7 separate regions of the Mus musculus genome follow, and regions 2, 3, 4, 5, 6 and 7 are each linked to region 1. Evidence: chromatin contacts called from public HiCAR-type and promoter capture Hi-C data. All regions are on one chromosome and are shown on one strand. The core of a region is the stretch at or near the end of the contact, and the rest is flanking DNA. Distances in the headings are between cores, read along the strand shown. Region 1 holds the start of Chchd6 (coiled-coil-helix-coiled-coil-helix domain containing 6). Region 2 holds the start of Kbtbd12 (kelch repeat and BTB (POZ) domain containing 12). Region 3 holds the start of Mgll (monoglyceride lipase). Region 4 holds the start of Klf15 (Kruppel-like factor 15). Region 5 holds the start of Cfap100 (cilia and flagella associated protein 100). Region 6 holds the start of Zxdc (ZXD family zinc finger C). Region 7 holds the start of Uroc1 (urocanase domain containing 1).

Region 1 (3,676 bases), core at 857-3,356:
TAATTTCTGTGCTCACATATCTGGCTGCAATCCTTATTCTGAGAATCTCCTGTCTCATTGTTGTATAAAAAATGTCCCCAATGTTGGGGATTTTGACTGGGAGGTAGCCAGATTAGTTTAGAGGATTAAAATAGATTAATACTGCTCAGTTGTTGTGCCTTAAAGCTGCTAAATAAATCTAATAGCCCTGTATCCATTATTTGGAAGCTAGCTGAGTTAAGAGAAAATCTTCAACACTTATAAATTCTCGTTAACAACAGGTACCATAACAGGTACCCTTGTTATGCGTACCTGTTGTTATGACTTGACCACTTTGTTATGAGTACCTTATTAGGACCACTTTATGAGAGGATCTAAACCACTCCATTTTAGAACAGGCAGCCATATTAGGCCTTAAGTTTCAGTTTCCCAAAGAAGCAGGAAAGACTCCTTGGGAGAGTCACAGACAATGGATCGTTAGTCAATACGGGTCCTGACTTTTGGCTGAGAGGGAGAATGAACCAGAACCGAGTCAGTTCCTGGGACAACTGGCTGAGAGAGATAACAAACTCTGAATTGGGCTAGTTTCTGAAATTCCTGACCAAAAATGGTAAAACTAATATAGCAAGCAATCAGAAATTGTATTAATGTAACTGCCATACACCTAGCTAATCATGTTAGAGATTACTTAACCCTTTCAGCAAACTCCACTAGCCCTGATTAAGAAGAGCTCCTCTTCTGGTCACCATTTTGATGAATGATTGACCCACGCATGCTGGTTGTTTTTGCAGAATAAATATTGTTTGCCTTTACATACTGTTTGAGTCTGGGGCCTTCCTTCAGTGATTCTCAGACTCTAACACTTGCAACATGTTATGGCGGTTTAAATAGGAATGGCTCCCATAGACTCATGTGTTTGAATACTTGGTCCATAGAGAATGAATGGTGGCACTACTGGGAGGTATGGCCTTGTTGGAGTAGGTGTGGCTTTGTTGGAGGAAGTGTGTCACTGGGGTGGTATGGGTTCTGAGGTTTCAGAAGCTCAAGCCATCTTACTTCCTGCTGCCTGTCAACCAGGATGCAGAACTCTCATTCCCTCCTCTAGCACCATACCAGTCCTAGGGTTTTTTTTTTTTTTTTTTTTTTTTTTTTGGACAGGGTTTCTCTGTGTAACAAGCCCTCCTGGACTCTCTTTGTAGACCAGACTGGCCTCAAACTCACAGGCCTGTTTCTGCCTGTTTCTGCCTCCTGAGTGCTGGGATTAAAGGCATGGGCTACCACACCAGGCTAAATATTTTTCTTTCTAAGAGTCACCCATGGTGTCTCTTCATAGCAATAGAAACACTAAGAAACATGCCTTTGTTTCACAAGAGGTTAAGACTAACTAGTTATATTTTGTGTCTATTTGTCTCCCATACCCCACCCCTCCTCAAATTTGGAAACCCCTTATCCTTGACCTATAAAAATCTTTTCTACCTCAAAGTCTGACCTCTTGAACTCCATCTTAGGAGAAGACAGCCTATGTACAAGAATTAAAAGTTTGTTTTAATTAACTTGCCCAGGATGGTTTGGGCCGGTGGTCTTTCTCCTCCCATCATTGGGATTAACAGTTGGTCCCTAGCATAGTACTTTCTCTATCATCTCATGGCAAACTACACTCACCTTTAGGTCTTAAAGGCTCCATTTGTGTAAAGGCTCCATCTGTGAGGTTGCCACAATTTATTAATTTGTCTCGCGGTATTACAGTGTCGTTTCCCTTGCACTACAGTAGATTCACTTGTGTTTGAAATTTGTTTCTTTCATGACTCAAGCAGGTTACATGGGGTGGCTCAGTACAAGTCTGCTGAATGCTTAACATGAACATAGATCATTAACAGTTGTCTTAGCATCCTTGGTAGTTTATTCTTAGAACACGACTTTTACTTTGCTTCAGGGATAAGATTTATAAGAAACCATGACCTTGTCTCAGCGTCTATTTGGCTGGCCCTCTGTCCAATTTTCCAGCCCACAGGTACCCCTACCTCAGAGAGCCACGCCCCCTTCCAGAGCTTTTTAATGGCGCCAGAATGCTGGACTACAAATCCCACAGGGCAACGCGCGCCAGCCCCAGCAGCCAATAGAGCGCAGTGTTGCTGGCCTGTGTCCCGAGTGACGAGCGTAGGCCGCTGAGCAGCGTCGTCCTGGTTGCTGTGGAGCCGGCTCGCGTGGCCTCACGCCCTGCCCGCCTCCTGTCATGGGCAGCGCCGAGAGCGCCGAGGCCCGAAGGGTGTCCTTCGAGATGGATGAGGAGGAGCGGGTCCGGGTGCTGCAGGGCATCCGGGTGAGCGGCGCGGCGGGAGGGCGCGGGCCGGAGGAGCGTGCGGGCGGGAATGGGAGCCGCCGTCCCGGGGACCAGATACATGGGGCCGCTGGCACTCGGGGGCAGCCGGCCGCCTCAAGTCATTTTCCACCGCCTTGGCTCTCTCGGTTCCGGATTTGTTCCGTGCTCTACCCGGTTTCACTTGTCTTGTGCTTCTCGTTGCGTGTGCTGCAGCACGTTTTGAAAGTGTTCTTCCATTTCCAATCTTGTTCACGTGCCTTTCTCCGTGAGGCAGCAAAAGGAGAGTTTCAGCTACTGTGTATTAGGTCATATGCCTTATCCGCTCTTCAACTAAAAACCTACAGTTGGTCCTTACCACGTCGAACAGGAGGAATAGCCTCACTTGGCTTTTACAAGATGTGCTGGTGCCCACTGACCTTCCCATCCCTTTCCTGGCCTGTTTCCTCATCTTCATAAGATACTTATTTTTGCCTCAGGACCTCCTTGTTCTTCCTAGAAGATCCCAGGTGTTCGATGTTTCTTCAGTTATCGTTAACCTGGCTGTCTTCTTGTTACAGCTCAGGTGTCATCCAAGAATCCTTCCTTGACCACAGTCTCAAGCGACTTCCCACACTACTGCCACACATTTATGATTTTCTCAGCATCCAACACAGTTTGAAACAAATTGTGTTTATTGTGTTTCCCATTAGAGCTCTAGCTGATAGCTTGGCTGAAGTTCTTGTGTAATTCATGACTTTATCACCGGAACTTACAAGAATAAAAGCTCCTGTTTTATTTCAGACTGGCAGCTCTTTACAGGTATTATTTAATTTTTCAACCAATCAATGAGCAGTAGAATTGTTAGTACCTCTTCCTCTGTTTTGTTTTGAGACAGGGTCTCAATATTAAGTCAGGCTGGCCCAGGACTCTGTGTCTGCTTGTCTCATGAGTGCTAGGATTAAGGAGGGGCATATACCACCAAAAGTTTGATTAGTCCATTTTGTAGCTTATGGGGAACTGAGGTCCTATTGGCATAAGTTGTCCAAGGTCACACAGGTAACAAAGTAGGAGACCCAAGACTATAAAGTAGGTCAGCTCCAGAGCTGTTTGTTAAACTTCTTGCTAGACTTTCTTCTATACCTGTGCATGGCACTTAGTGTGTACTTGGTCGATAATTGTTAAGTAATTACATGAGTGAACTCAATGAAATAAATCAAACTTCAAACAAAATGCTCTGAGTTGGCTCTAGGTGAATTAGAGAGTAGATTCAGAAAAAGACTTCAGAGGGTCTGACATCTGAACTCCTTAATAGAGCTATTTTTTATTTAGCTTACAAGAGCTATTTTTTGAGTTTTACTTGGGGAGTGGAGAGAGAGAGAGAGAGAGAGAGAGAGAGAT
Region 2 (3,676 bases), core at 827-3,326, 970 kb after region 1:
TAAAACATGAAAATTTTCATAGATGATATATGAACTTTAAGGGCAGTATTCAATAAATTAGTAACAAAAGACAAATATATGTTTCTGCTTATGTAAAGTATATAAAAGGTAAATTTATACAAGCAGAAAATAGTCTAGAGATGATTGGATATTTGGGAAAGAAGAAAAATGAGGCATTACTTTCTAATGACTGTCATGATTTTAAAATATAGAAATGGAAGTGGTGATGGCAGTTGTATTAGTCAGCTTCCAGTTACTATAACGAAATATCTGAGATGATTAACTTATAAAGAAAAGAAAGATTTTCTTTCAAGCAGGAACGGTTCCAAACTGAGCCCATTGTTTTGGACCTCTAGTAGGCAAACTGAAGTAGGAGAGGAAGAGAACCAACTGAGCTCCTGTTGACTCTATCAGAGGCATGCCCTCCAGTAATCTAAGGACTTATCAGGTCTCCCGCCCTAAGGGTCAAACACCTCCAAATAGCATCATTCTGGAACTCACCGGTTCAACATGCAAACTTCTGGGGGAAAATCAACATCCAAACTATAGTAAGTTATAGTTTATATATTGATATATAAATATATTTAGTGATGCTAGATTGAACACTTAAAATGACTAGGTGGTAAAATCTATGTTAAACATATTTTACCACAAAGATTTTTTTAAAAGGAAAAATATGAGTGTGCACCAGAATGATCCAACCTGAGAAAGACTTATTTCTATGACCCCCAAAGCTTTGGGGGAGGGAGTAACGGAGTATTATTGTACAGTGTCTCATGTGCCCCAAGCTAGCCTTGAACTCCCAGTGAAGCCGACAGCCCCTTAAATTCCTGATTCCCCTGCCTTTACTTCTTGGGTGCTGGAATTACAAGTATGTCCAACCACTTCTAGCTTGATCTTGACTTTAAGAGAAAGGAATCACACACAAAAGAATCAGAACGGTTTCTAGAAACTGAAACAACCAGGTGACAGATTCTCTCCTAGAAATACACATCCACTGACAGCTTCACTTTAACCTATCGAGATCCTCACCCTTCCTAATGCTGTGACCCTTTAATACAGACTCTCATGTTGTGGTGATATTTCCAAGGGTCTTAGGTGACCCCTGTGAAAGGGTCATTTGACCCCTCCTCCCAAGAGCTTGTAACCCTCACACAAATGTGTATTACTACACTAAAGCCATTCTGGCTCGTTTTAAGCTAGCTGACTTAATACTGAGTCTTTAATCACAAAATAGATGATGCTCTATGACATTCTGAGGGGTACTAGCTCCCCATCACTGAGAGCACCCTGAGAACAGAATTAATCTTTTCTCAGGATTCGGGGACACTTTCCACTTACAGGAAATCCCCCCTCCCACATCAGAAGCTGAGTGCTGAAATTCAGTTGCCAGCTGTAATAAATAAAAATACAGAATTCTATGTTCTGTATTGAAACCAAAACCTGTTTTTGGTTTCAAAACAATGAGTTGCTTCTAAATGTGGACTGGCCATGCGATCTCTGAAACATATTATACGAAAAAAAGAAAAGAAATACCACTTGTATGTCTGAATTGTATATTTAACTGGATTCCTGTGTTTTCTTCAGCAACCCTACCATAGGCCGTACTCAATAAGATCACACAGAAGCCTCGGGTGAGCTTTGCAACGTTTAAAGATTAAATGAAAGACGTGTCCCCTTAAAAGATCCGATTTCCAAATTCTCTTTTCAAAGGTGTCTTTTTGGGCTCTTGACTGACAGAACACCGTTGTCCCTAGCGCGCGGTGTGGCGCGGGAAGACCCCGCGCAGGCGCACTTGCCGGTGAGGGACCTCTGGGGTCTGTGTGGAACAGGCGCGGGAAGACCCCGCGCAGGCGCACACTGCAGCGCGTGTCCCGGCCGCTTCCCGCGCGGAGGCCGAGCACCTGTTACCTCTGGGTGGCCGCCAGCGCCCTCCTCGTCCTCGCTGGGACGCCGCCTGTCCCTTGCACCCCCCTCGCTTGGTCTATTTATAGTGCTTGTCAGCCCAGGCCCATTTCGGGTAGTGTAGTCAGTCAGGCCTGCCCCGCCGCGCCCTCCCGACCCCGCGTGTGCCTAGTCACGGCGCCATGGCGGCGGAGCAGCAGCGAGTAAGTAGGGGCCTAGAGAGGGGACGCCCCCTCGGTCGGCCGGCCGGTGTGGGGTCAGCGGCCGCTCCGGTCTCCCTGCGGCATAATCCATTTGCTAGACCTCCAGGATAATTCCCTTCCCTAAATGACCCGGCTGATTATTTTGCGACCCCGCTAGACTATAAATGCCATCGAGGTAAGGGCTCTCCTGCCTTCCCGGAGCCCATAATAAAGCAGGGTTCGGTTCGTTTAAATTCAATCAGCGCTGAATGTATCCCTGGGCGACTCTCTTAACTTTAAAGCCAGGAATATAATTGCCTTGCATTTTCCCCACATGATTCTTAAGAGGAACTAATGAGCTATAATGCATATTAAAGCACTCGGAAAAAGTATAAGGAACTGGGTGAATGCAAAACATTGCGAGCACACCAAAGGAAAAAGAAGAGAAAGCTTATTTGTCTTTATCATCTCTGTGACTCATTATTGCAAGCCTTATGTACATCTGAGGGTGACTTGTTCGTATTAAACAAATCAGGGAAACGACATCAGCGGGGAAAGTTGAGTGTAATTAGGGTGGTATGCATGTTCAGCCATTTCCTACCGCGCTGGCAAAAGTAGGACTGGGGAAATCTGGTGATGGCAGAAACAACATACAGTAAGAGTGTTAGGTTATAAACCAGGGGTCACAAACTTAAATGGCTGTAAAATCACCCTCAAGAAGAGAAATAGGGAAGGCACCATAAATAATGGCTGACACTTAGGGCTTAGCACGGGTGGGCAGATGTGCCAACTGAGAAGCTGCAGCTGGCTTTTAGGTCACTTGGAAATAAGCCATTGTTGCCATTTTTTTTTTCTATAAATGCGGGAATGTTTCAAGTTTGCTTCAGCTGGCCCTTCCCCAGGAATGAGGCCTCTATCTCAGAGAGCAAATAATGACTGTGAATTAACTTTGAGGGTGGAGGTCAAAAGTAGATGTCATAATGCCACAAATAAAGGGAAGAAAGTCTCCTGGAAGGATTTATAGTTGGACAAGAGGATAATAACTTAAAGCATGGTTTAAGCAAAATCAGAATCTCCAAAGCTAACATATACATGTAAAAACACAAAGAGAGAAGGGCAGATATAGTGACACATGCCTTTAATCCTAGCACACAGGAGACAGAGGCAGGCAAGATTGCTGTGAATCAGAGGCCAGCTAAGGCTACCTAGAAAGACCCTGCCTCAGAAATATTTATTCAGATATAGGAGGGTAAGGTTATTAGGAATGATGTAGAACTAAACAAAGCATTAGTTTGATCAAACAACCATACCAAGAAACTCTTTTTTTTTTAATTTACTCACTTTACATTCCCCTCCCTGTCACCCCTCCCACAATATTTCCCCCCTCCCTCCTCCTTTTATCCACTGAGCAGGTGGGGGCCCTCCTGGGTATCACACACACACACACACACACACACACACACACACACACACACATATCAAGTTTGTGAGGCTAGGCGCATCCTCTCCCACTGGGACCAGACAAGACAACCCAGCTAGAAGAACGTAACTGAGATACAGCAACCACTTTTGGGATAGCTTGGGGATAG
Region 3 (3,676 bases), core at 302-2,801, 870 kb after region 1:
GCTGTGCCAGGGGTGTCAGTGACATGAGAGGCAGGTCACGGAAAGGGTGGCCCTCATGATGACGGAGGAGGAGGAGGAGCAGGTGCGATGAAGGAGGACGAAGAGGAGAGGACTTACTTGGGTGTGCCACTGGGCTTCCAGTATCTACAAAAGAGGTACTGTCCGTCTGCATTGACCAGGTGAGGCAGGTCCTGGTAGGGAACATTCTGTGGAGTTCGCCTGGGTGAACTTGCCTCAGGCATCCTGCAGGGGTCTTTAGGCCCTTGGAAGAAAGGTGGACATATTCTAAAGTCAGAAATACACTTATGTCCATATGGGAGGAAAGAAAGCCTTTTTTGAGTCAGGACTGTGGCTGTGGCTTCTTTTCTAGGCAATTAAACAAAAAACAAAAAACAAAAAACAAAACAAACAAACAAAAAAAACCCCACCAAACCCCAATTTGATATATATATTTTAAAATTACATACATCTCTTGCAAACCCCTTCAAGATTGAAAAGTCCTGTTTGTCCTTAAGAAAATGCTCACTTTATTTTTTTAAAGTGCCTCAGTATAGCCCCCCTCCCATCTGTGTTTATTTTAAATCATCTCAGGAAACTTCATCTTAAAGACTATTTTAGCTGTAATCAAGCGGAAATTACAGTCAGTTCCGTGGGTACAAAGCCCCAGCTGCAAGGACCCATCTCTCCTAAAATCTCCACTGTGCGGGTTTCAGGGGGCATAATAAGTAGGTGACGCGCCCCAAGCGATTTTTCCCTTCTGAATGCCAAAGATGCCATGACAAACCTGTTTCCATTAGTCTTGGCTTTTGCATTCCACTACCGCCACAGCCTCGAGTATCAGCGCCAGGCAAACGAGGGCTGTTCCCTCATCGCGGCCGCAGGGCAGCACCACGGGGTCCGCGCCCTCCCCGCCTGGGCTGCAGGGGTGCGAGTTGCTCCCTCCTGCTGCTCCAGCTCTAGCTCATGTCGCCACTTTTCCAGAACACACCCCTGAAGGGGTTCCGGGAGCGAGGGACAGCCGGTCCCCAGCCCGGAGCTGCTGCGAGACGCGCTCCGCGGCACCGCGCATTCGCGCAGATGCGGGTCCCCGAGCAAAGTCACCCCGATTCTCCGACAAACTTTGCCTCTTGCCCGCCCGCGACCGCTTAGGGAAGGAAACCTCGCGGCTGTCATCGGCACGCCACACAGGACGTGGACCTGGCCGTTGTTCCCACACCGGTCTGGGAAGATGCAGTTGACGGGCACAAGTCTGTTTGGGGGTTGGTGCGAGGGCGCGAGGGGCGCGTTCACGCGCACACGCTGACACGCGCGCACACTCGTGCGCACGCACACGCGCGCAGGGGACCCCTGGCGGCGGCTCCTATCCTGAGGCAGGGGCGGGAGGCAGTTACCCGGGCCACGAGCGCCGCTGTCACGTTCCCCGAGCACCACGCGGGTCCGGGTCTGCGGCGGGCTAGAGCCAGACTACTGCGCGCGGCCGGCTGCGCAGCGATAGGGCGCGGCGTCTGCGCCGCCACTTTATCCCCAGCCGCTCGGCGGCGGGGGCGGCCCGCTGGGTGGGGACGCGCGGGGAGGCGGCGCCGGGGCCCCACGTGTGCCCGGCCCCCGGGGAGGAGCGGGGCATCGCCCGCCGACCTGCCTCGCGCTTTTCCTGGCCGCGTGGGGGACCTTCACGGGGCACTGAACCGAATTATGGGGCCCTTCCAGCCCATGCGCACAGTCGAGAACACAGACCCTCACACTGGTCCCCGGAGCAGAAACACGCTCACTAGAACTGCATGCACATGTTTACAGTTGCACACGTGCGAGACCCACATTCAGATAGCACAGGTGTAGGCACACCCACAAGGACACATCCTCAGGACCCTTCCCCAGATACAAACTACACACAGAGGTACAAGTGAATGTCACAGTTACTACATGAATACAAACACACAGCATGGACGCACACGCCCTAGACACCATGCACACAGATAAAAACAACACACCACACACACAGTGAGTGTCAGCGCAGAAACCACAGCTCTCATCTTACAGGGGAAAAGATTATTCTGGAGCCATTTTGAATGACCATGAGCTGGAAACACAGATTTAAGTTACCCCTAATTCCATGTTCCTATGTGAAAGCAGTTTCGGGAAGTTTTTTGGGTTTTTTTGGTTTTTGTTTTGTTTTGTTTTGTTTTTAAAATAGTTTTACAGAACAGATAAAGCCGTATATCAAGGCAAGTTTAAAATACATTGGTGGGTACAACAGAGAGTCAGGTAACAGTGAAATGGGAAAGTGTTCCTATAGGCTCAAAATGCTATCTGATAGCATTGCTAACTTTTGGATTTGTAGAAGCTAACTATCGTGTTAAATCAATAGTTAAACAGTGTTCATCTATTGCCTCAAGAAGTTAGTTCTAACAAAGAGGGGCAAGAAAGAAATGGCTGTTCCTGAGGGCCCGAACTTAGCCCAAAATAAAGTAATTTGCCTCTGGACCTGGAACATTCCAACCTCTCCATAGTACTGAAACTTTAATCAGCCAGCTAATCTCAGCAGACACAGCTTCCCTTTAGTTTTCCGCCTCAGCAGCAGAAGTAGCTCCTTTCCCCATGTTTTTGTTCACAACAGAGAAAAACAACACACCATATACACCCAGAGAGCTAAAGATGCGTGACATTCACGCACAAGCGCTTAGAGCTCTGAGAAGGAAGCAGACATACTGCAAGCAAACACACACACACACACACACACACACACTGCATGAAACCATTTCCCCTAGGTGCCCCAGGATCCAGGTCCCACTAGCACAGCTGCCTATGTGGCTGTGGAGTCTGGAATCCAGCACTAAATTTACAGCCTGTCCACTGTGTCCTATGCCTGCCACCTGTGAGTGACAGCTGCAGAGGAAGGATGACCCCAACCCACACCCATCTCCTCAGGCTTTCCAGGGCTTTCTTCTTGGCCAACCACTTTGCAAAATAGCAGGGTTGAATAGTATCATTGTCAGGGCAGCACAGTGGTAGTGTCCACCTAAGGTGAGGCTGCAATCTAACTTGACTTGAATGGTAAAAGGGGTCTCTGAAAGACAGATTGGTTGCAGGCCATGCAGAAGGACCTAGCTCACCCTCTGCCTTAGGCAGGTCTCCAGGGCTTGGACACAGAAGGAGTGGCTAAATGACTTCTTGGAGTTGATTTTGTATTTCCTGGCAGGTCAGGATTAGGGTAAGCAAGCTCAGGCGAAGGACTGGGAGCCTGTTCTCAAAGCTGGACTGGGCCTTAACAGTATCCTTACTATTCACTTCAGCTGTGGTTTACTGAGAGCAAGGGTAGCAGGGTCCTGAAGCCACGGGTTTGAATGTTCCTAGCACTGGTGTTTTGTGACTTTCAATGGTTTGAGAGTTTTGAGAAGAACGGTCCCTTGAGCTGTCAACAGAGTCTCCCCTGAATCTAGAGTTGCTCCCGCTTGATCAGAGAGAGAGTTAAGAGAGTAGAGCCTTGTGTGATTCCTGTAGTCTGGCTCTTCAGGGAATGAGATAAGCCATCCCTAGAGGCCATGAGCTCTCTGCCATCCTCAGCAACAGTAGCATTCAAATCCACCGGGGAAAGACCATAGGTTTAAACCAAATTATAATTAAATGAATTTATTAGTTACTGCTAGCAGGTCGACAGCCTAAAAGCCAAATTAGGCCA
Region 4 (3,676 bases), core at 414-2,913, 870 kb before region 1:
GTTCCAGGCCTGGATCACCCTACTGAGCCCTGGCTTTGGCGCCAATGGCCCCCTTTGTGGAAGTCCTGGCTCTCTTAGCATTCCAGATGGGAGCTCATTATTTAAATCTCAACTCAGAAGCCACTCCCACCTTGGACAAGCCACCAGGATTATATTCTTCACGGTCAGGTATCACTGTGAAAACTGTCTTGTATGCTCAAGCCCCACCAGAATACAAGCAGTCTTGACTGTTCACTACAGGGCTAGATCTAGAGTCAAAACCAGACCTAGCCTTTGCTGAATGTTTCCAGAATCCAGGAGTAAATGCAGGAGTGGAGTGGCCCTAACCGGTTATAACACAGGATCTTAAAACAGTGCTGAGCAACCCTGGGGACACTGAAGTACTGAAGGCCCAGGGGATCCAGGACTTCCTGGACCCAGGACTTGAAAGCCCAAGTGCCAGCGATCAAGCCGGTCCCAGAAAAACAGCAGCACGTGGCGTAGCCAGAGGCGCAGGCTGCGTGCAGGGGGAGGGGGCACCCTGTTCTGGGCACGGTCCCCGGCAGGCCGCTGGACTCCGCCCCCTCTCTTAGCCGGCCAGGCCTGCTGTTTATCCTCCCGGGGACACAGCGGCTGTAGGAACAACATGTAATTGATAACAAGCCGAGAGCCGGCCAAGGGCTAGCCATTGGGTCAGCGTGCAAATCACGGGGGTGGCGAATGGGGGCCGGTCTTCAAAATAAGAGTCTTCTCCCTGAGGAGTCCGAAGGCCCCAAAGTTACTGCCATTCTCGCACCTGTAGGGCGGCGGGGACTCCCCATGGTCGGGGGCAATATCTGAAGGACTCAGTCAAACATTTGAGATTTCACCTTCCCATACCGTGGTAGCAAACCTCCCCTGTGCCCTCCAGGGGAGAATGTTTCCAAGAGGGATGACCTGCCCCCTGCGGCTGCTACCCTCAGCGGTCCCTCCGGTAATGTTTGTTCAGAGGGGCCTGAGGACTCTGCGTGGGGATACGGAACATAAGCGCACGCTGCGGGTACGCGCAAATGGGTGTGAGTTTGTGTCGTGTGATTGCGTGTGCTGGGCGCAGTGCAGCCGTGCGGGTGTCCGCCAGGTGCCCGCGCGTGGGTGCCCACCCGTGGGTGTGAAGTACGTGGGAAGGAGGTGGCTCGGACTCTGGCGCACAGCTTCGGAGAGTACCTTACCCTCCGCCCAGTGACCCCCTTCGCGTCCCCTCTTAGGCCACCGCAACAGTGACCGACAGTAACCTCTCCGCCCCTTGGTCTCCAGGCCCCGCCATATGGGAGCGCAGGTCCAGGAGTGCCACGGACGCGCGTGGGCTCCGCGGGCAGAAGCTGCGCACACCGGATTTGCCCTTTGCAGGCCCGGCGCGCTCACGGGGGTCCCCGCATTTCCGGGGTCCCCTCATTTCCCGGGCCTCCGCGCGTGGTTCCTACAGCGCGCGCCAGGGGACGGCCCGTGATCCCCAAGGGAGGACCCACGCGGCCGCGGTACATCGCGCGTCTCCCACCTGGACTCCGCGTCGCCTGGCGCGGCCTCGCGCGTGCGGCCCGGCTCCGTATGCGGCCGCGCGTCCAGCGCTCCTGGCCGCAGCCCGCACTCCCTGCGGCCGAGCTGGGCGCTCGCCGCTCGCCGCTCTCCCCGCTCTCCGGCCGCTCACGTGACGCCGCGGGCGCCGCGAAGGCTCGCAGGAGGCTCGGCCTCGGGCGCGCGCCCCATTGGCTAGCGCCGCGCGTCACGCGCCCCCGCCCCGCCTCGGCCGCACCCTCCCGCTGCCCACGCGCTCTCCGGTCTCTTCGTGGATCTGCACTGGGTCCTCCGATGCGCACGTGAGACGGGTTCTAGAATCCACTGAAAGCCCGCAGAGTCCCGAAGTGCAGACCACGTGGGACCTCGGGAGCGGAATCGTCCCTGCAACCCCCTCCGCATTCCTAACAAGGCCCGATCTAGTAGGGACCGTGTCTAAAGGGACCAATTGTAAAAATACATCTGGTCTTTCCTCCAGCGGTCATGGTTACTCACGGGAATGGACGCTCACTGCGCTACCCTAGACTTCTGCGACTGACAAACTGCGGAGGTTTGCTGACCACCACCAGTGGCGGCACCTCCCCAAAGACTGCAGGGTGCTTCTGATCTGCAGAGGGAGTTCCAGATTGCAGTCCCAAGCCATCATAGACAGCTTTTGCACCGGTTTAATGAGGAAAGTGAAGCCCAAGAAAACACGTGAGCAGAGAGTGCTGGGTACCCTGCTGTGCACTTTAGCCTACACTGCCTGGCTTCAAACCCGGGCGGCGTGAAAAAACCCGCTGAGAGCGAGCGTGGGCCTTCTTAGCCAAGCAGATAGAGGGCCAGGCACAGCCAGGTCTGTCTTGTCTTTCCCCTGCTTCTTAATACCCAGGACATTTGGACAGACCTTCCTTCCTGGCGCTTCCTACCTGACACTGCGAGGTGGCCAGCCTTTCCCCTTGCTTCTCCAAGCCGTCCCTGTTGGGGCCAGGATTTTTAGCCAGATCCCTTAAATAAGGATCTGAGGATTCTCCAGGTGAGTGCCCATGATCCAGCAGTTAAACTGAGTCTTAGCCAGAGCACGGAAGGAGTCTGTGCTTAGCACAAGATGGTCATCAACGTTCTGATTGATCATAGGCCCAGTCTGAGTCTTCCCCAGTATTCTACAGCCAGTGAATAGCTAGCCAGGGCTAGCACGCAGAGCAGGTGGGGTTGGCTAGTCCATAAAGTTGATTGATCCTATCTTGTCAAGGGAGGGCAGGGTCAGGCTGGGCCAGCACACTTCTCCATAGCCCTGCCTACCCTGGGCTCTGCATTCCTCACACTCTGTCTGTCCAATGTCTCCCACCCCCAGGGAGAAGTGCAGTCAAAGATCAGAAGCTTGAAAGCAACAGTGTAGCTGAGCGGCCTCAGTCCACAGGGAAGATGCCCCAGCTGTCTAGAAGCCATGGCCAACCTAGGACATTCTGCCTAAACCTGAGTCACATTAGGCATCCTTGCTTCAGAACCTTCCCAGGGCTCCCAGCTCACTCACAGGAAGTATATATAACCCCATTCTCTCAGCCTTCCTCAGTCTCTTTTGGGTCCCTTTGTTCCATGACCTCTCTTTCTCAGGTTAACCTGCCAGGCGCAAGCTCAGGACCTTTGTACATGCTGTTTGTCTGAGTATGATTCCCTTCCCAACATTCCCATGGCTCCCTCCTTCACTCAAGTGGCATCTTCAAGGGAGCCTGCATTTGCCCCCTGCTCCCTGCTGCATCCCCCACCCCCCATTTTCCTATCCAGTTTAACAGTTCTGGAGACTTACTATTTTCTAATGTATTAGAAGTTTTTATTTTATTCTGTAAACTCTTGTCTCCTACGGAGAATGTAAGTGGCATAGCAGAAATTTCTATGTGTTCCCAGCCCAGGACTAGAATTTGCATCCCCAGCATCATGTAAAGGTCAGGTAGGTCTTGAAGCTGTCTGTAATTTTAGGACACAGAGGGCAGAGGAGGCAGGATTCCTAGAGCAAGCTGCCCGCTGGACCAGCTGAAATCTGTGAGCTCTGGGTTTGGCAAGAGACCCTGCCTTGATGAATTTAGTGGAGAGAGGTGGGAAGAGTCACCAAATCTTAGCTTCAGGCTTCCACATGCATATATCCACATATGATGTGTGCCCACATATA
Region 5 (3,676 bases), core at 763-3,262, 830 kb before region 1:
GATTAAAGATCTCAGCAGGCAAAGGCATTTGTCACCAAGCCTGCTAACCTGAGTTTGATCCCAGGAAGCCACAGGGTGGAAAGAGAATCCACTCCCCTAAGTTGTCCTCTGAGCTCTCCCACCCCGTAAGTAAAAATTTGTTTAAATTTCCATACCATGCCACATCTTCTAGATGATCTCTTCTCTAACCTTCCGAGGAACCAAGAGGCACAGCAGAAAGCTTATCGTCTTTACCGAGCACGCCTCCAGGCTTCCCCGATCTCTGGTACGAGACACATCGTTTTGAATAATGCATAAGATCCACAAGAGGTGGGAGTTGGAGCGTGTCTGGGTAACTGCCTTCACCGGTGTTGACGTAAAACCAGCTCTGCTTCACAGGAAGTAACTAGCCAAACACTGAGCGGCTATGGCCGAGGAACACAGACTTGGGTTACAAGGAAGGGTGTGGAGCTCTCTGCTGTGGGCCTCAGATGCCATCTGAGGACATTCTCGGCCTTTGTGTTGGTAGAAGTTAGAGGTGTGAACATTCCGAGAAGAGTTATGTAACAGTTACAAGAATGTTCTGTCAATCACAGTGGCTGTTTCGAGGGCTAGTATTACCTCAGATAATTTTGGCTCTAGATTTGCAGCATTCCAACTCTCCGCAGTCTTTGAGGTTTCACCGATCACTCTGGCTTGTACAATGTTGAACACAGTGTGCCTTTCTTCTAGGATCTTAGGCTCACATTGGTTCCTCATGCTGAGGGGTGGTGGTTCAGAACCGGACCTAGTCATCAGGATGGTAGTAAGTACTGAATGGATCTGCGCTGAGAACAATACCTGGCTTAAAGGACACCCTGTGAGGGTTCACCGGGGACTCAGGACAGGTGTGCTAACACCAGGAATGGTAGCACCCTCATTTGTTCTCTTTTGGTGGCTTATTTTTCTAAATTCGTAAAAGCCCTCGTGGTGTGAAAGATGAATGATTTCTGAAATATTTGCTTGACTGGTTGAATAAATAAGCACTCCAAACCTGGTGCAGGTTTTACTGTTGTTCTTCCTTCCTTCCTTCCTTCCTTCCTTCCTTCCTTCCTTCCTTCCTTCCTTCCTTCTTTCCTCCCTCCCTCCCTCCCTCCCTCCCTCCCTCCCTCCCTCCCTCTCTCTCTCTTTCTCTTCCTTCCTTCTCTCTTTCTCTCTTTTTCTTTCCTTCTTCCTTCTTCTTTCTTCTTCCTTTCTTTCTTCCTATTATTTTTGTTTTGTTTTGTAGTTTGTCTGGCTATTTTGACAGCCTACTGGGAAGCTGAGGCCAGAATATTGGGAATTCTAGACCACAGTGTAAGGGCCCTCCTCCAACACCAGGCAGGGAGCCACTTGCTTGCAAAGAGTATTTAACACTAGCTGCATAAAAAACAAACAAACAAACAAACAAACAAACAAACAAACAAAACCAACAAACCACATATGCAGGGCCCACCCTTTCTTCCTGGCTCCCCCATGCCCAGCGCTGGACTGCCCTGCGGGATACTGTCCCTTTGGTGATTCAAGGGTCCCTGACCCATTCCAGGATCCTTCTACACTCCTACCCCTGGCCTTCTTGCCTTGGTTCTATCTCTCCACCCACTGGGTGGCGCCAGCGACCCTGAGTAGCGCCAGGAGCTAAGGGAGACTGTCTTTGGCACATTCCTAGCCTGTAGACTGTTTTACCGTCGTCCTCCCCGGCCCCAAGACTCCTAAATATTCTCTGAAGAGCCAGGCTGTTGTCTGTGCCCTAGCTGCAACAAAATCCTTTACGGATGGGCAGGAGAATCTGGGGGTGAAAGAAGCTAGTGCGCTGGGCAAACGTACCCTGTCCCCGGGTTGCAGGGTTGCAACAACCCGGATCGCTCTGCTTCTAGTCGTTGTCCCTTCCCTGAGTCCGTGTCTTCTGCTCTTTAGCTGCCACAGTCCTGCACAGTACTCCGCGCCCGCCGGCCCGCCAGCCCGCCCAGTGTGCCCGGGCCCGCCTCCGGGGCTTTATGACATCACAGCTCCTGTGAGAATAGTTGCCTTGGCGTCGCAAACGCAGTTCAGGACCAGAAGACTGGAGAATTGCCGACCGAGGCTTCGGAGCAAGCTGAGTGCACGCGGCTGGTTGGTGCGCGCGGGGCTGGGCCAGGGGGCTTGGGGGTGGGCTCCAGCGGGGTGGCTGTGGGGCTCTGGTCCGAGATCAAATACTCTATTGGGTCCCTTGCAAGGCTTTGCGTCCTTCGGTGCTCTTTTCCACTTTATCTATGACAGGCCCCATTTAAGCACTGGTCCATTCCCTTGCTGCTGCATTCTTGCCCCAGGGTGTGGTGTGCCAAGAGAAGCTGGGGTGTTAGGAGGCAGGATTCTCTGGTAGTGTTTTGGCTGAGGTAGAGATGCTCAGACTGCAAGCAATCCTGGGCTCCACCCTCGGCCCTGCTTCGTTGAGATTTGGAACACTAGTTGAGCTTCTGCAAACAGGAAAACTCACTTCATTTTGAAGGGAACCTAGCATAGCATAGCGTCGGGAGCTCTAACAGGTGGAACAGAGGGCTTGCTTCCGTGCAGATTGCATTCTGGAAGACATATGCAATAAAAGTCTTGTAAGAGGTAACCACTTGACCTTGTAAAGAAGAAAACGAAGGGTCATTACATGCATTGGTGCAGGAAGGTCTCTCAGAGTGACATCTGAGCCCAGTTTTAAAGGGAGAAGTCCCGCCCCTCACCCTTCCAACCTCACCTAGGTGAGAGGCTCCCCAGAGGCTCCAGGCAGACCAAAGCTGGTGTGTTCCGAGAACAGGAAGATATGGGCCAGCCTTGCCCAGGAGGGGAATAGTAGATTCCATTAAACCTGGATACAGGGAATAGGCAGTGTTAGTCCACATAGTGGAAATGCAAGTCACTCAGTTCAAAGTGGGCTGTGGGTTTGGGGGAACCATCCTCTCAAGTACTGTGTCACTCTCCAGGCGAGAATCTGCTTCAGCTAAGGCCAAGCTTTGCACACCGGTTGGTCCTCAGCCATGGCGTTCAAGGCACGGTCCTCTAGGTTCTCCGTGAAAATGGTTGAAGACAGTAAGTACTGAGCTGGGTGGGGGCTCCTGGAGGGCAAAAGGAACCCTGGGACAGTTTGGTGTAAACTCACTCAAATACTGACGTAGTTCTAAAGCAACACTGTGCATGCTTTTCCTGTGGCTATCGTGATGCAGAACCCCACCTAGGGCTTCATGGCTTAGCTGGTAGAAGCCTGTTGCACAGCTTTGACTGCCATGAGAAAAAGGAGCACAGGGCTGGTGCCTTCTGAGGTTTGTGGAGAGTCTGACCCAGGTGCCTCTGCCTTCTGTTGGGCACTTGGCATCCTGACTGCCCTTGGCCTTAAGGGCGCCACCCACTTCTGCCTTTGCTCTTCCATAGAGTTCCTCCAGTGTGTGTCTGTGCCCCAGTGTCGTCCTTCTTATCACTGTGAACTTGGGTGTATGCTAGAATGTTCTCAGCTTTCCTAAACACATCTGCAATGGCCTTTATTTACAAACAAGGCTGCATTTTGAGGTACTGTGGGGATACGGACTTCCGTGCATGAACTTGAAAGAACACATAGTAGACAGTAGCAGGTAGGGAGAGATGCCACTGTAAAAGCAAGCCTCTCTACTTCTTTTCTGCTGTGGCTGCTAGGCTGAGTCTAGAGGAGGAGAGCTGG
Region 6 (3,676 bases), core at 579-3,078, 770 kb before region 1:
TATACCCTACATATAATAATAATCTTCATATGAGAATAATCTACAATGCACATTACTAGTGCAGAGTGTATATAAATGTTAATGTGCAAGCTAGATGCTGGCTAAAAGTAAAAAGAACAGACATGATTCCAGAAACTGATTAGTCTGTCAAAAATCAGTATAAAAGACACAAAAACAGCTGTGTCACACACCGGCTCCTGATGAAGGAGCATCACTCTATTCATAATATTGGAAAGGACAGGGGTCTGATCCAATGTTCGAGGCGTCCTTGGGAGCTCTGTGTCCTCTAATCAATGGGGCTTCCAGAGAGGCTGGAGAGGGACCAGAGAAGCACCAATGTGTGCTCATTCCCTCAGTATTTTAAGGTGGCATATTTCGATTTATGTATCTTGGACCTCTGACTCCTCTGGTATTGTTGAACGAGTAGACTGAGAAAAATAAAGTCCTGACTCAACTCTGAGAAGAGGTCACTTCCAATGTAAGCATCTTAACAAAGGTTTGTACCCTCCCCACGGATAGCTGCGATTGTGCATGCCACTTGGCTGTAGGAACCCAGAGCTTCATATCTAAGTACCTGAAAGGGACTTCAAAACAAACACGGGAGTGTTTTTGCCTTATTCTCATTTAGATCAGGGCGCGTAACGCCTCCACCCCGACCTCCGCAAACCCTGCCCAAACAAGCGACAGTTTGGCCCTTGGGTCCAGACCCCGCCGGGTCCCGCCCGCCCCGGCAGGTCCGCGTCTCCAGCTTACCGGGGAAATCACACTTGTAAGGCCGCTCGGGCTCGAAGTGGCTGCGCTGGTGGGAGTTGAGCTTGGCGTGTGTGGGGAAGCGCTCGGCGCACACCTCGCACTTGAACAAGCTCTCCTGCTCGTGGCCCTTCATGTGCGCCTTGAGGTTGTAGACGGTGGTGAACTTCTTGCCGCAGCCGCCCACCGGGCAGCTAAAGGGACGCAGCTTGTCATGCGACTGCAGGTGCCGTTTGAGCTTGTAGGAGGTGGTGAAGGCCCAGCCGCAGCCATCCAGCGGGCACTTGAAGGGCCGCCGGCCCTGGAGGCTGCCGTGCGTCAGCAGGTGCACCTTCAACTGGTGCTTCTTGGCGAAGCTCAGCGCGCACTGCGGCTCCGGACAGCGGTAGGCCGGGGAGCCAGCGCTAGCGGCCACCGGCCCGCGGCGGGACGCAGCAGCGCTCGAGGGCTCCAGGCCCGGGGTGGTCGCGGGATGCAGGCTCGGGGCGGCTGGCGCGGGCGCCGCAGCCAGCGTGAAGACGCCGCGGTCGAAGCGCACCAGGAGGTCCTGGTTGTGGATGGTGACCGTGCCTGCCAGAGCTGCGCCGGGGGCGGCGGCCGGGACCTGTTCCGTGGGGCTCGCGCCCGAATCGGGCTCGGCCTCCTCCTGACCATGGGTGTCGGCCGCGCGCGGCACTTCCAGCAGTACCACGAAGGAGTCGCCGCCGTCCTCCGGGGGCGGCGGGCTGGGCCCCGGGGCCTCCTCTGGACGCGGCCCGGGCCCGCCATCTTCCGGGCCCCTCAGCAGCAGCAGGCGACGGCGCCCGGGACCGGCACCGAGGGACGGCCCCGCGCCGCGGCGAAGTCGGCTCGGGCCACCGCCATGTTGGTCTCCGCGCGTGGCCGGGGCGGCCAGCACCGCCGGGAGGTCCATCTTAGGCCCAGCTGAGGCGTCCGAACCGCAGCCACCGGAGAAGAGCTGCCCAGCCCTGCCAGGCATGCGCGCGACACCTAGGGTCCGCCCCCCGGGAGCCTCTGTCAAAGCTGAGCTTAGACTACAGCCCAGAGTCGCATCTCGAGCTGCGCGTGCGCAGGAGCCGTGGGCGTGGGCGTGGCGCGCGAGGGCTGTCGGGACTGTAGTCACGAGGAAGCCCAGGGGCTGGAGCAGGGGCGGAGCCTCCAACTTGTCTTGTGCTTGGAGTCCCAACTTGGAAAAAGAGGGTCTTCAGATTTGGGCTCCTACTTTTGCATCTGGGTAGCGCAAAGGAATGAAAACTGATTGCGTTTCTTAAGAGTTCCTGTGCCCTCTGTACTTTGAAAATACGAGCTAATTCAACCTGTGATTGCCAAGTGTAAGGAAACAAGTCAAGTTTACCTGTGGCCACATGATCCAGAACTGACACTCAGGCTTTGAACCTCTCCACTTTGCTTGTCATCTCTCTATGACCTCGCCGAAGAGCGCGTCTATCTGCTGCTACTGTGCCACCGACCTGATTTGCCCTGTAGCAGGTCCTGATGGGATCCCTACCTAAACCACTAAAGACATTCCGTGTTTCCTTGATATATGTCTGCCTTCTAAGTTGCTGGTTGTTCCCTGAATTCCACAATCCCCCTTGTCTCATACGGATTCATCTGGAATCACACCACTCCTGTCATCACCACTCAAATTCAAACTTATTTCACTCCTAGGTTCTCAAATAGCTAAGGAACCTGTCTTCCGCTCCACCTTTACCCAACTGTCTCCCCGCCCCCACCCATTCCAGTCCTTTCTGCCTCCAGCCTGTTTTCTGTAGGTCAGGCTTTAGTCTTCTGAAAGTTCAAATACTATTAAAACTTTGCCAACCTGCCATTTGCACCTACACTGGTTTACCCCCATTTCCCACCAATTTGCCCCTTAAAATGCAAGGGTATCTCCCTCCCCCTGTGTCTCCCTGAAGAGGGATGGAAATATGTCTACACAAAAACTACTTGCATGCTTATAGTAATCTTTGTTACAACAACTCGCCAGGGGAAACAATGCAAGTGTTCATTGTCAGATGAATATATATTCATACAGTGGAATATTTTTGAGCAATTACAGAGTTTTGCAAGTTATGTCATGACCAAACCTATGAAAAATATTTCAGCCACAAAAGAGAATGTGCTATAATGCCATTTATATGAAATGTCTAGAAGAGCTAAGTTATACAGACAGTAGATTAGTGGGAGATGGGGAATTAGGGCTAGCCTCTAATAGGGATGGGTTCTCCAAGGAGCAAAAGTTTTTGGCATTAAAAGTGTTGATTGAACAGCACATCTGATATACAAAAGCTACTGACAACAAATGACAGCAATGACACGTCTGTATGCTTCTATTAAAAATACATTTAAAAAATGAGCACAGAAATAGCACATCTGTTTGTGAAAAACCTTACCTGTCTGTATATGTGCTTATGCACTCTGTGATGGTTTGGATATGCTCGAGCCAGGAAGTGGCACTATTAGAAGGTATTGGAGTAGGTGTGTCACTGTGGGTGTGGGCTATAAGACCCTCCTCCTAGCTGCCTGGAAGTCAGTATTCTGCTAGCAGTCTTCAGATGAAGATGTAGAACTCTCTGCTCCACCTGTACCATGCCTGCCTGGATGCTGCCATGTTCCTGCCTTGTTGATAATAGACTGAAGCTCTGAACCCGTAAGCCAGCTCCAATCAAATGTTGTCCTTATAAGAGTTGCCTTGGTCATAGTGTCTGTTTACAGCAGTAAAGACCTAACTAAGACAGAAATTGGTACCAGGGCCTGGGGTGTTACTGTGATAGGTGTTGCCATGGTTTTGTTTGGAAGAATGTGGATTTGGGGACTTTGGATTTGGAAAGCCGTGTAATGCTTTAAATGGAGTTTAATGAGCTATCCTAGTAGGAATAGGGAAGATGTTGTTGCTGTGAGTGATTTCAACTGTGCAGACTTGGCC
Region 7 (3,676 bases), core at 622-3,121, 740 kb before region 1:
GCCTGTGCTGAGTGTTCACTGACTAAAGTATAATAGGGGACGCTCCTCATGTAAATGGAGAGCTGCCAAAGAAAAGCAAGGACTGAAGCCCGAGTCTGTCTGAACAGTGAAAGAATGAGTAGTGTGAAGGTGTGGAAAGTACGCACACCTGAACACACACACACACACACACACACACACACACACACACACACACTCACGCATGCACACAAGCACGCATGCGCGCCTGCGTGAACACATGCAACCCCACATGTATACCCACACATCCACACATGTGTGGGCATGTGCAAACACATAATGGAGACACAGACAAACACCCAGGAATACATGCAACCACATTTGTACACATATATATGTGTGTGTAAGCACATAGACACACAGGAACACACACAACCACATATGTATACATGTGTGCACATGTAAGCACACACACACACACACACACACACACACACACCCCAAATGGAAAGCAAGTCAACGAAAGAGAAGCTTTCACTAAATTTTGGGACTTCATCATAGTGGGAAGACTAAGTCACTTCCTAACTCTAACTCCTCAGATCTGCAAGTCACCTCTCCTTTAAGGATGTTTGTTGTACTCTTCAAACACAGGGTGACGTACAGGAATAAAACCAAAGGGGCCCGATTTCTCAGTTCCTGGCTGCCCTTCTGCTACCACAAAACACTGTGGAGGTTAATCACCATCATCCAGCCACAGGGGTGTCAGCAGAGGCCCTTGGAGCAACAGAGCCTTCCCAGCTCTTGTGGCTACTCAAGGCACTGGTGCCAAGGAGGAAGAACATTAACCACAGCAGAGACATGAGCTCAGCAGAAGAGACAGGTCAAATGATAAGACAAGGTGACCACCACCCCAGTCCTTCTACCGTAGGCTCCTCTCCAGCACCAGCCCTGTCTTGCCCGGTGCTACCCCATTTTCTAGGACCCTCAGTTCATTTCTTTGTTTGCTCTCATTCCTGGCTCCTGTCCACCAGTGTCCTACCCCAGCAGCTCTGAAACATGCTCCCTGACTGTGGGCAGCTCTGGAAAAGCCCAGGAGTGGTGTTCCCCAGAACAGCAGTCTGTGGGTGAGGGTGGTAGTAGGGCATTTTATTTAGCTTTTGTACTTCAGTGTCTTTCAGAAAAGCAGCCTCTCATGGCTCAGGGACTTACTTCAGTCTGGCAGCTTGGAAAGCTCTTTGGCCTAAATCCCTTGTGCAAAGGGAGCCACCAGGTGAGGGGCTACCTGAACTGTCATCCTTCCCTGCACTTCTGTGTCCTTAATGGACACAGCTGCAGTCAACGGGAGGTTTTGGGGTAGGGGCAAAGAAAAACTGTTGCAGAGGACACAAGGGTCACTCAGTGTTTGGAGCTGGACAAGGTTCATGCGAAGGTGCTGAGCTAGGGCCACTTCACACCCTGCCTCTTCCTGTTCCTCACCAGAGGTGGCTGCAGCACCACCACCACAGACTGTTTGGGTGACCTTGAGCCCCAGTGTCCTCATCTGGAAGTGGGAGCCCCAATTCCGAGTCTTAAGGTGTGGCTTCACCTGAAGAATGTCAGTCTGATAGATGCTGACACACCCCCTCACCCTTCGCTGGGAGCTGGTAGGGACAGGGACAGCTAATATGTGGAAAGAAAGAGGGGTATCCAGCCACCTTGGCCACCTAAAAGGTACCAAAGGGCCCCAGAGCCCCAGAGGACTGGGTAGCAGTTGTTACCTGCTCTTCTTCAGGGCTGAGGTTCGGAGTTCTAACCGGAGCATGTGGCACCCCAGCCCAGCGACCCCGGTTCTCAGGAAGGGGTCGTAGGGGCAGACCAGAGCACAGTTCCTGGAGGCTGGACATGTCTGCAGAAGCTGAGGTGGAGGCAAGTATGAAGTGACTGACTGGGTAGTCAGGGGCAAGCAGGGTGGGGACAGCCCCAGGGCCACCTCCTCCAGCCCCTCATTGGGTCCAGAGAGGGCATAAGGGGCAGGTCATTTGGATCACTGCCTGATAGGTTGGTTGCCTGAGTGTTACTTGCCAGAGGAGAAACTCCTTGGGGTCATACCCAAGTTAGATGGGTATGAGTTTGGGGTGCTGGTAGGCTTTGAGGGTGAGGTTTTTTCCAATCTTAGAGGGGGTCTAAAAAGTGGCAATGTTGGAATATTGATGGTGGGCAGTCATGTGACATTGAACCTGGCTCAAGCTCTACAGAAGCAAGTCCCTTGTATTCCATTTCCCTGACACTTGAGCAAGAAGGGGAAGGTAGGTGTGGTTACAGCTTTCCATGCCCCCAGCAACCTCTAATCATTAACAGCTCTGCATAAAAGCCTTTCTCCACATCCTGGCCTTGGACCAAAGGCCAATGCTAGGTGTCACTTCCCCCCGCCCCTAGCCAGGAAAGGTCCACCATTGAGTCCCAGTGATCCTGGTAAATGTCCACTCCTGGCCAACTTCATGCCCTTTGCTCTGTCCCTGTGTACACAGGTGGGTGGTGACCTACTCCTCCATCTGCAGAAAAAGGTCATGTCACCCGGCCTTTGGCAGAGTGGGAAGGTGAACCATTGGTCACTTAGAGCAGTACATGAGGTGGCTGGCACTTGTGCTGGCCCTCAGAACTCCAGTCCCATGTCACTGAAAAGGAAACTGAGGTCAGAGAGGCAAGGAGACTTCCTGAAGTCCTGGAGCTGGTTATGAGTGAAGTTCATATTGGAGACTTGGGACCCCACAGTTGGATGGAGACACCACTGAAATGGCATCTGTGCTTAAGAGTCCAGTGTACATGCGGGAGTGGTGTGAAGACATCAACAAGACGTTCTATAGCACAATTAGAAAAGCAGATCTGTCTCTGTCTGCAGTCCTGCGTCTGGGGACACCAGGGGGCATTCTGGGTGGCCTTGTGGTGAGAGTATTTTTGCATCCTTGGGAGCCGGTCTTGTGACTCCTGGATAGCCCCAGAAGTCACTTGTTTTCCAGGGAATCCCAGGGAGGGGAGAGGTGGAGGTGGGGTTAATCACCATTGACAGATGCCACCAGTCATGACAGTGTAAAGAGTCCCACAAAGTCCCTAAGGAAGGATTCACAAGGCTCCTATGAAGGGACCCCCAGGGTACCAAGAAGCCCACAGGGTCCACAACACTCACAAAGTCCAGAAGGGTCCACAACTCTCACAACTCATCCTGAATGCCTTCTATTCAGCTGACACCCAAATCCTTCATGGTACACAGGTGAATAAAGTAACATGCTACCCCGAGTTTGTGTGCTTCTGATTAGGTTTCCTTTTTCTTTAAATTTATTTTTTATTTTTAATTATTTTTTTATTTTTTATTTTTTGTTCCAGGGATATGCTAATCATCCATCTACCCTTGAGTTTCAGTCCTAGAATTTTTTTTCACATTGTGCATTTTTTAAAAAAATTTTGACAAAGTATAAAAGTGCATATCATTTCTTTTCACCTTAAATATGAGTTTGTGTACACAGAAATATTTAACTTAATACATCAATATGTAAGATATATTGAAAATATTAAGTAATGGTACTTAAATACATACACATTATATTTTACGTGTCACTTTAAAGTAAACTTACTTTTTATTACTTCTTTTATTATTTATTTATTTATTTATTTTTAATTTATTATATGTAAGTACACTGTAGCTGTCTTCAGACACACCAGAAGAGGGAGTCAGATCTCGTTG

What was found. Promoter capture Hi-C pulls out the DNA fragments that hold promoters and counts their contacts. HiCAR-type assays count read pairs that join an accessible place to other places.
Region 2: a contact with region 1 is called in a promoter capture Hi-C map of pre-B cells, with 4 times the contacts expected there. The contact joins the promoter of Kbtbd12 here to the promoter of Chchd6 in region 1. A contact is called at or near these places in 6 of 39 promoter capture datasets (the 3T3-L1 cell line, hippocampal neurons, liver and 2 more).
Region 3: a promoter capture Hi-C map of pre-B cells shows a contact between it and region 1. The contact joins the promoter of Mgll here to the promoter of Chchd6 in region 1. A contact is called at or near these places in 11 of 39 promoter capture datasets (the 3T3-L1 cell line, 3T3-L1-derived adipocytes, cranial neural crest and 6 more) and 1 of 115 datasets of contacts at active chromatin or transcription factors (astrocytes).
Region 4: a HiCAR-type map of astrocytes shows a contact between it and region 1, with 4 times the contacts expected there. The contact joins the promoter of Klf15 here to the promoter of Chchd6 in region 1. A contact is called at or near these places in 7 of 39 promoter capture datasets (the 3T3-L1 cell line, cranial neural crest, frontonasal cranial neural crest and 3 more) and 3 of 115 datasets of contacts at active chromatin or transcription factors (astrocytes and embryonic stem cells).
Region 5: a contact with region 1 is called in a HiCAR-type map of embryonic stem cells, with 6 times the contacts expected there. The contact joins the promoter of Cfap100 here to the promoter of Chchd6 in region 1. A contact is called at or near these places in 14 of 39 promoter capture datasets (the 3T3-L1 cell line, 3T3-L1-derived adipocytes, embryonic stem cells and 8 more), 2 of 115 datasets of contacts at active chromatin or transcription factors (astrocytes and embryonic stem cells) and 1 of 9 other capture datasets (embryonic stem cells).
Region 6: a HiCAR-type map of astrocytes shows a contact between it and region 1, with 4 times the contacts expected there. The contact joins the promoter of Zxdc here to the promoter of Chchd6 in region 1. A contact is called at or near these places in 4 of 39 promoter capture datasets (hippocampal neurons, liver, second pharyngeal arch cranial neural crest and 1 more), 2 of 484 Hi-C or Micro-C datasets (CD4 T cells and muscle stem cells) and 2 of 115 datasets of contacts at active chromatin or transcription factors (astrocytes and extraembryonic endoderm stem cells).
Region 7: a promoter capture Hi-C map of liver shows a contact between it and region 1. The contact joins the promoter of Uroc1 here to the promoter of Chchd6 in region 1. A contact is called at or near these places in 13 of 39 promoter capture datasets (the 3T3-L1 cell line, HPC-7-derived erythroid cells, cranial neural crest and 8 more).

What each region holds. Positions count from the first base shown.
Region 1 is chr6:89,594,082-89,597,757 of GRCm38.p6, reverse strand. It overlaps Chchd6 (coiled-coil-helix-coiled-coil-helix domain containing 6), which reads left to right and starts at 2,106. Exons shown (of 8, transcript NM_025351.3): 1 at 2,106-2,299. The coding sequence starts at 2,213.
Region 2 is chr6:88,625,829-88,629,504 of GRCm38.p6, reverse strand. It overlaps Kbtbd12 (kelch repeat and BTB (POZ) domain containing 12), which reads left to right and starts at 2,076. Exons shown (of 6, transcript NM_001278671.2): 1 at 2,076-2,108.
Region 3 is chr6:88,722,287-88,725,962 of GRCm38.p6, reverse strand. Mgll (monoglyceride lipase) reads right to left here and starts at 1,551. Exons shown (of 8, transcript NM_011844.4): 1 at 1,392-1,551; 2 at 118-262. The coding sequence starts at 242. The region is part of intron 2 of Gm26588 (a long non-coding RNA gene); the gene reads left to right.
Region 4 is chr6:90,460,563-90,464,238 of GRCm38.p6, reverse strand. It overlaps Klf15 (Kruppel-like factor 15), which reads right to left and starts at 1,663. Exons shown (of 3, transcript NM_023184.4): 1 at 1,514-1,663.
Region 5 is chr6:90,426,816-90,430,491 of GRCm38.p6, reverse strand. It overlaps Cfap100 (cilia and flagella associated protein 100), which reads left to right and starts at 2,012. Exons shown (of 17, transcript NM_173775.3): 1 at 2,012-2,113; 2 at 2,949-3,054. The coding sequence starts at 3,003.
Region 6 is chr6:90,367,646-90,371,321 of GRCm38.p6, reverse strand. Zxdc (ZXD family zinc finger C) reads right to left here and starts at 1,828. Exons shown (of 10, transcript NM_173002.3): 1 at 754-1,828. The coding sequence starts at 1,663.
Region 7 is chr6:90,331,484-90,335,159 of GRCm38.p6, reverse strand. It overlaps Uroc1 (urocanase domain containing 1), which reads right to left and starts at 1,871. Exons shown (of 20, transcript NM_144940.2): 1 at 1,716-1,871. The coding sequence starts at 1,841.